Linked DNA regions of Sus scrofa: region 1 is linked to region 2. A link is a contact called in public HiChIP or PLAC-seq data. All regions are on one chromosome and are shown on one strand. The core of a region is the stretch at or near the end of the contact, and the rest is flanking DNA. Distances in the headings are between cores, read along the strand shown. Region 1 overlaps RTKN2 (rhotekin-2). Region 2 overlaps ARID5B (AT-rich interactive domain-containing protein 5B).

Region 1 (2,953 bases), core at 113-2,612, 190 kb after region 2:
ACTTCCATGGAAACAAATACCCCAAAGCCTACTGGTTAAAATAATAAACATTTATTATCTTATAAATTTAGGAAATGCTTAGCTGGGTGGTTTCTGGCTTGGAATTTCTCAGGAGGCTGACATCACCCTTGGTGGATCTGCTTCTGAGGGCTCATTTAAAAGCTGGTGGTGGTTGTTGAGGGGGGTCTCAGTTTCTCTCCACATGGCTCTCTTCTACTACTGTTGGAGTGTAGTTGTTGGCCTCTCACTCACTTCGGTAAGTGACCCACGAAAGTGCTTAGGTGCAACCTCTCCTTTATATCATATCCTCACAAGCCACACTGCATCACTTCCTCCAAAACTCTACGTTAGAAGTGAATCCCTAGGCCCATATTCAAAGGGAGAATTACGTTCTACCTTTGAAGACAGGGTCAATGAATTTGTGGACATATTTTGAACCACAATAATGTTTCCACCCCATTGCTCATTCTGTTCCACTGCTCAGAATGCCCTTTTCCATATCTACAGAGTGCAATCCTACAAGACTTTATATATGCATTTGGCAGCATCCCTGGTCTCTTACCACTAGATTTAAGCAGCACCCTGAACCCTCATCACGGGAACCAAAGAAATGTCTCCGGACATTACCAAATATTCCATGGTGAACACAAATCACTCCTGTTTTAGACCACAGTTCTAGATGGTAAGTTCTGTGATTCTATTCTTCCACTTCAATATTAAAACGGTTTACTATGTTGATATAGTCTCTAGCCCCAAAGACTATATTCTAACAAGCTAAGAGAAGAACAAAACTATTCCTTTTTTATTTTATGTTGCTGTCCAACCCTCCTTAGGCTTCCTTCATTCCTCTGGGTGATTCTAATAACTTTTCAATAACACCCCCACCATTCTTTTTTTTTTTTTTTTTTTGCTTCATTTATCATCTGTTGCTTTTTGCCAAAAAGAAATGCTATTAACAAAAATCAACTCATTCTTCCAGCCTGGCTCAAATACCACCTCTTCACATTCTCCCAGATGTTCTTGGATGGAATTTGTATTTTCCTCCCTTTCATATTTATAAACAGCCTGGTAGTAGAGTCAGGTTTCCATATACCCAAATCTTTCTTCCCAAATGCCTCCCAGGGTCAGACATGATGCCCAAGATAGTATACAAGTAGGATCCAACTGTGAATGAAATCAATTGCATTGAGGGCTTTAATACAAAAAGATATTCCAAGTGATCACATCACTAGAGAAAAAGAGTTTGGAGGCAAGTCTGGCAAAACTTGCTCTTAATGCCTTTCGCAGTCTCACATTCATTACTGGTTATGAGTACAATGAGGAAGTTGACCACTCCCTTAAGGTCATGACTGGTTACGTTCAAATCCTGTCTCATTCACCATGAGACCTTGGGCAAGTTAATTAATTGTCCTGTGCCTCAAATTGCTCATCTGTAAAATGGTGATTGTTGTAATACTACCTGGGGTGGGGCTGAAATATAAAACAGATCAACTTGGAGTTGCTCTGGCTGAATGAGAAGAGAGAGAACCAGAGGCTCACTCATTTAGTGTCATCCCCACTGGCTGCAGTCTCTAAGGGCATCATCTCAGGAACCTAGAGCCCTCTGGGTTAACCTGAGACAAACACCAACAGCATTTCAGTGGTTCTACTGATAATGAAATGGAAAAGATGAATAACAGCTTGCCCAAGGCAACATGGCTAATTAACTATAAACCATAGACTAGAATTCCACTCCCTCAATTCATAAGCTGAGTGCTCCTTCCACAAACTCAGCTGATTTAGTCCTGATATCAAATATTCCTACTTAGTTTAACTTGTCTTATTTTCTTGAACTGGCATTAAAGTCCTGCATGTGACCCAGCTTATCCTACCTTGCCCCTTCAGCCATGCCAATCTGCTTGCTGATTCCTACCTTAACAATAGGCTAACTGCCTTGTTCAATCCATTCCTTTCCACAAATTCCATGACAACTAATCTCCCTTAAATTTGAATGGTGTAAAATTAAACTCCTCCAGAAGCCCAGTGGATAAATTGACTTCTATTCTTATTTCTCCTAGATTTGAAAAATCTTCCTATTATGACCTGTTCTTACATCATTCTAAGATATTCATAGTATATAATTTTATACTGCTTAACTCATCATTTTCACAGATACAAGGTCTTTTGCACTTGTTGAAAAATCACAATGTAAAAGTTCTCATACCCCCTCATGGATCTCTCATATCTCTTAAAATCAGAGGCTTAACTGTGTTATACTGACTGTTCTTTCATATTGCCCACTGTTGTGTTATGTATTATTTAATCTTTTCAGTCAATTTCTTAAGTTCACTGGTGGTAGGCAGGGATTGTTTTAAATGTCTGTATACAGATATATGTTATATATATGAGGTAAGCTTAAACAGTAACATATCAATATACTCTAAATGGTCAATCCCATCAACAAAAATGTGAACTTCTCAAGAATAAATATTCTTTTTAATCTTATAAACCCCAATAATGTCTAACGTAGGGTTCTAATATAGTGACAATAAATATATGGACATATTTTAGATATCTCTTAAATTCTTATGCACTGTAAGTCCAAGTACAAAAGGAAAAAAGCAAAAAAGGAAAATGGGGCAGGGGTTACAATTTCTTTTAAGAATATATAGATGTATATATGTATGTACGCATACCATATATGTGTGTATTAGATATACCTTATTCTTCTCTTTCTACATTTGTTACATGCTACATGTCAGGCTGCAAAAACAATAGAAGAACTTATGTCAGGGCTATGTGTTACATGCATTATCTAAGTACTATTTATATCTTTTTTTTTTTTTTTTTGGTCTTTTTTAGTATTTTATCTTTTTTTTAGGGCTGCACCAGCGGCATATGGAGGTTCCCAGGCTAGGGGTCTAATTGGAGCTGTAACTGCTGGCCCATGCCACAGCCACAGCAGTGCAGGATC
Region 2 (2,903 bases), core at 390-2,889:
GCCTTCAAAATGCTAGGCATTAAGTAATCAATATTAACCAGTCTTACACTGTTTGGTGTTTAGTTCTCCACACACTATTTTTTTATCCCCTAATATAAACCATATTGGAAATAAGATTTAGCCTGATCGGCATTGCCTGCTTATGAAATAATCATGTCCATGAACATCATGACAAATAGTGATTAGTCATTTTGTTAAGGCACAGATTTGGATCCTACATGTTGAATGACTAATGTATGGAAGTTAATCATTTTGCTATTGATTTGTCCAGTATCATACCTTAATTTGGTTTATTTATGAGTTTAGGGGTTCAGGAGGGCCTCTCAAATGTTACATGGCTGCTGCAGTAATGGAATTGTGATTCTTGCTGTGATGGAAGGTGTTAAGTTACAACATGAAAAATGAAAGACTGAGTAGATATTTTAAGGGGAAAGATGGCAGAAGTTAAGATGATTTTTAAGACCAGTTGTGCTAATGATGGTCAAGTTTCCTTCTCTTATAGCAATTTTGTCATGGTAACCATAGGGGGTTAACTGGATCTTGGAGGTGGCTTCCCACAAGGTGGCTTCTTAGAGAGGGTTGAGTTGAGCTAAGTTCAAATCTAATAGCCTTTTCTGGGCCATCGGTAAATAAATAAATGCATAAATTAATCTGTGAGAAAACCTTGGACCCAGCTATAGAGGAGAAGAAATTTTGTTTAAGCAATGGCTGCTATGTGTTCTTGTGGGCTCTTTATATTTTCTTATTAAGACTCTGAAACTCATTTATACTAAAAGTGAATGGTTGTCTGTAGCCTAACAGTTAACCCTGTGAAAGGAAGGCATGTTAAGGTAGATCAGGCCCCTTAGAATCACACCCCACTTGTGGGCACCACTTTTACCTACATGTCAGCCTAGCCACGTGGTCTCACCAGTAGATATAGCTATTGCACAATATCTGACTTGGGTGACATTTAAATATGGCTGAGAAGAGCATGCAAAATTCTCAGGAAGAAGTGTAGTGCGGCTCTTGAACGTGGCTTCAGTGGTCACTTCTTCAGTTTGCGGGTGGGGCTGGCTTTACCTCCCAGCAGGTTCATTTATTCCTTGGAGTGAGGGCAGCATTCAGTTTTAGTTTAGCTTTCTGTTTTTGTTTTTTTGTTGTTGTTTTTTTGTTTGTTTTTGTTTTTTTTTAGATTGATGAAGCAATAATATAGGGCAAAAGCTGAGATTAGCATATTAGTACATATTTTTATATTTGTCCATCCGTTTGAAGCAGCTTGCATTTGGAGACAGCCGGTTGAAACCCTGGGTTTTACATTTGAAATATTCTTTGTTCTGTTTGCAACCATGCCCTGATATATTTTCCCACATTTTCTTTTTATAAGTTCTCCAGTGGTGTTTTTGTTGCCTATCCTGGGAAGATCTGTCTTTTCATTTATCAAAACAAATGGCAAGCTGGGGACCATTTAAAGGAGGGGCTTTTTTTCAGCTAATAAAGCCAATCTTTTTGTTCTGTTATGTTAAAAGTACATTATCTTTTTATTGTCAGTTCTGTTTGGCTAGGTCTGTTTTCTGTCTTAGCAATCTCAGAGCTGCCCCACTTGCTTACTGTGTAGAGAATTACAAAATCATTAAGGGTGGGGCAGCACCAGCTGACTTACAGTACAAACCATTTCTCAAAATAACCACAACAGTGCAATACTGATGTGCAATTGACGTCACAGTATGTTTTTATGAAATAGTTTGTGGCATTTTCATTTCTATTCCGGATGGAATCTTGTTCGTTCTCCCTTTTAATCAGGCATTTAATTTATTTTTATTATTAACATTTTCCACTCCTTGTCTTGGCATGCCTCCAATTCAACAGCTTTGATGAGAAAACACACACATACAACTAACTGATCTTCCTCCACCTCAGCTCTTCAACATCAGTTTAACTGCAACTGTATTTTCCCCTTTGATGTGCACTAACTTCGTGTACTAATTTGACTGCCTTATGAGAGATTCAGAAATATAGTGGGGGCATAGTGCACGTCTACACAGAGTTGTAACCAGGAATTGATAAAGTTGAGGTACAACTTTGAATTTTAAACACTTTCAACCAATTCAGGCTATTTAGTCATAGGCACTGCTGCATTTTCCTTTTACAAATGTCTTTCTGTATAATGTCCTGTAATTAGAACAGGAAATCATTGAGTAACTGTAAGATGAATAAGAGCACTTAGACTGAAAGGAAAATTACCTTCCGAGAAATTATATTCTCTCTCTTTCTTTTTTTTTTTTTTTTTGCTGCATGTTACAATGTTGGTAATGATAGTAACAGCTGTAGCTACTCTTATCTGGAGAATTTTCATGCTTAGGTTTTCTGGAATAAAATTTTTTTTTCATTTTCAGTAATAATCAAAAATGAATGGATGGAAAATAGGAAATGCCTAATTATGACAAATATTCAGTGTCACAACAGAGCAGCAATTAAATGGAAACTTCAATATAATTGTCAATAGCAGTAAGAATTGGAATGGTGCCAGGTGTATAAAGTTGATGCTTTGCCTTTGGTTCGTTGCTAGGAGCACAGTAAAAAGTATAAAGCTTTGAGACAGGAATGTCTAATGTAATAAAGTAACAGAAAGAAGCATAAATCATTGTAAGAGCCTCTCATATTGACATTATTTTACTTAAATTGTCTCAAAACTAGACATCAGTTTTTATAACATGAGCAAACTCATATCTGCTTGGGAAAAAAAAAAAAAAAAAGAACACTATATATTGTCTTTGAAGGATGAGGGACATTGTGTCTCCAACCTAGCCTTCATACATATTTGGAATCTTTTAAGTGAAAATCTTTAAATGTTTGTTTCTATTGGCATCCAAATGCATTTGCCCTAATACGATTAAGAGAACCAAAGGGCAAAATACTTGGCA

The links. HiChIP or PLAC-seq counts read pairs in DNA pulled down with a chosen protein or histone mark.
Region 1: a contact with region 2 is called in an H3K27ac HiChIP or PLAC-seq map of alveolar macrophages. The contact joins two enhancer-like sites. A contact is called at or near these places in 1 of 47 Hi-C or Micro-C datasets (blood) and 1 of 2 datasets of contacts at active chromatin or transcription factors (alveolar macrophages).

The regions. Positions count from the first base shown.
Region 1 is chr14:65,683,874-65,686,826 of Sscrofa11.1, forward strand. It overlaps RTKN2 (rhotekin-2), which reads right to left. Exons shown (of 13, transcript XM_021073059.1): 13 at 2,851-2,953. Among named protein-coding and RNA genes, the nearest start is that of MIR9836, 65 kb to the right of the region's middle. Within about 2 kb of position 1,363, at least 2 of the 83 cell types and tissues checked have an H3K27ac peak or open chromatin away from gene starts, as enhancers often do. A contact at or near this core is called in alveolar macrophages, where this site is marked.
Region 2 is chr14:65,491,717-65,494,619 of Sscrofa11.1, forward strand. All of the region lies in intron 3 of ARID5B (AT-rich interactive domain-containing protein 5B), which reads left to right. Among named protein-coding and RNA genes, the nearest start is that of ARID5B, 85 kb to the left of the region's middle. Within about 2 kb of position 1,640, at least 34 of the 83 cell types and tissues checked have an H3K27ac peak or open chromatin away from gene starts, as enhancers often do. A contact at or near this core is called in alveolar macrophages, where this site is marked.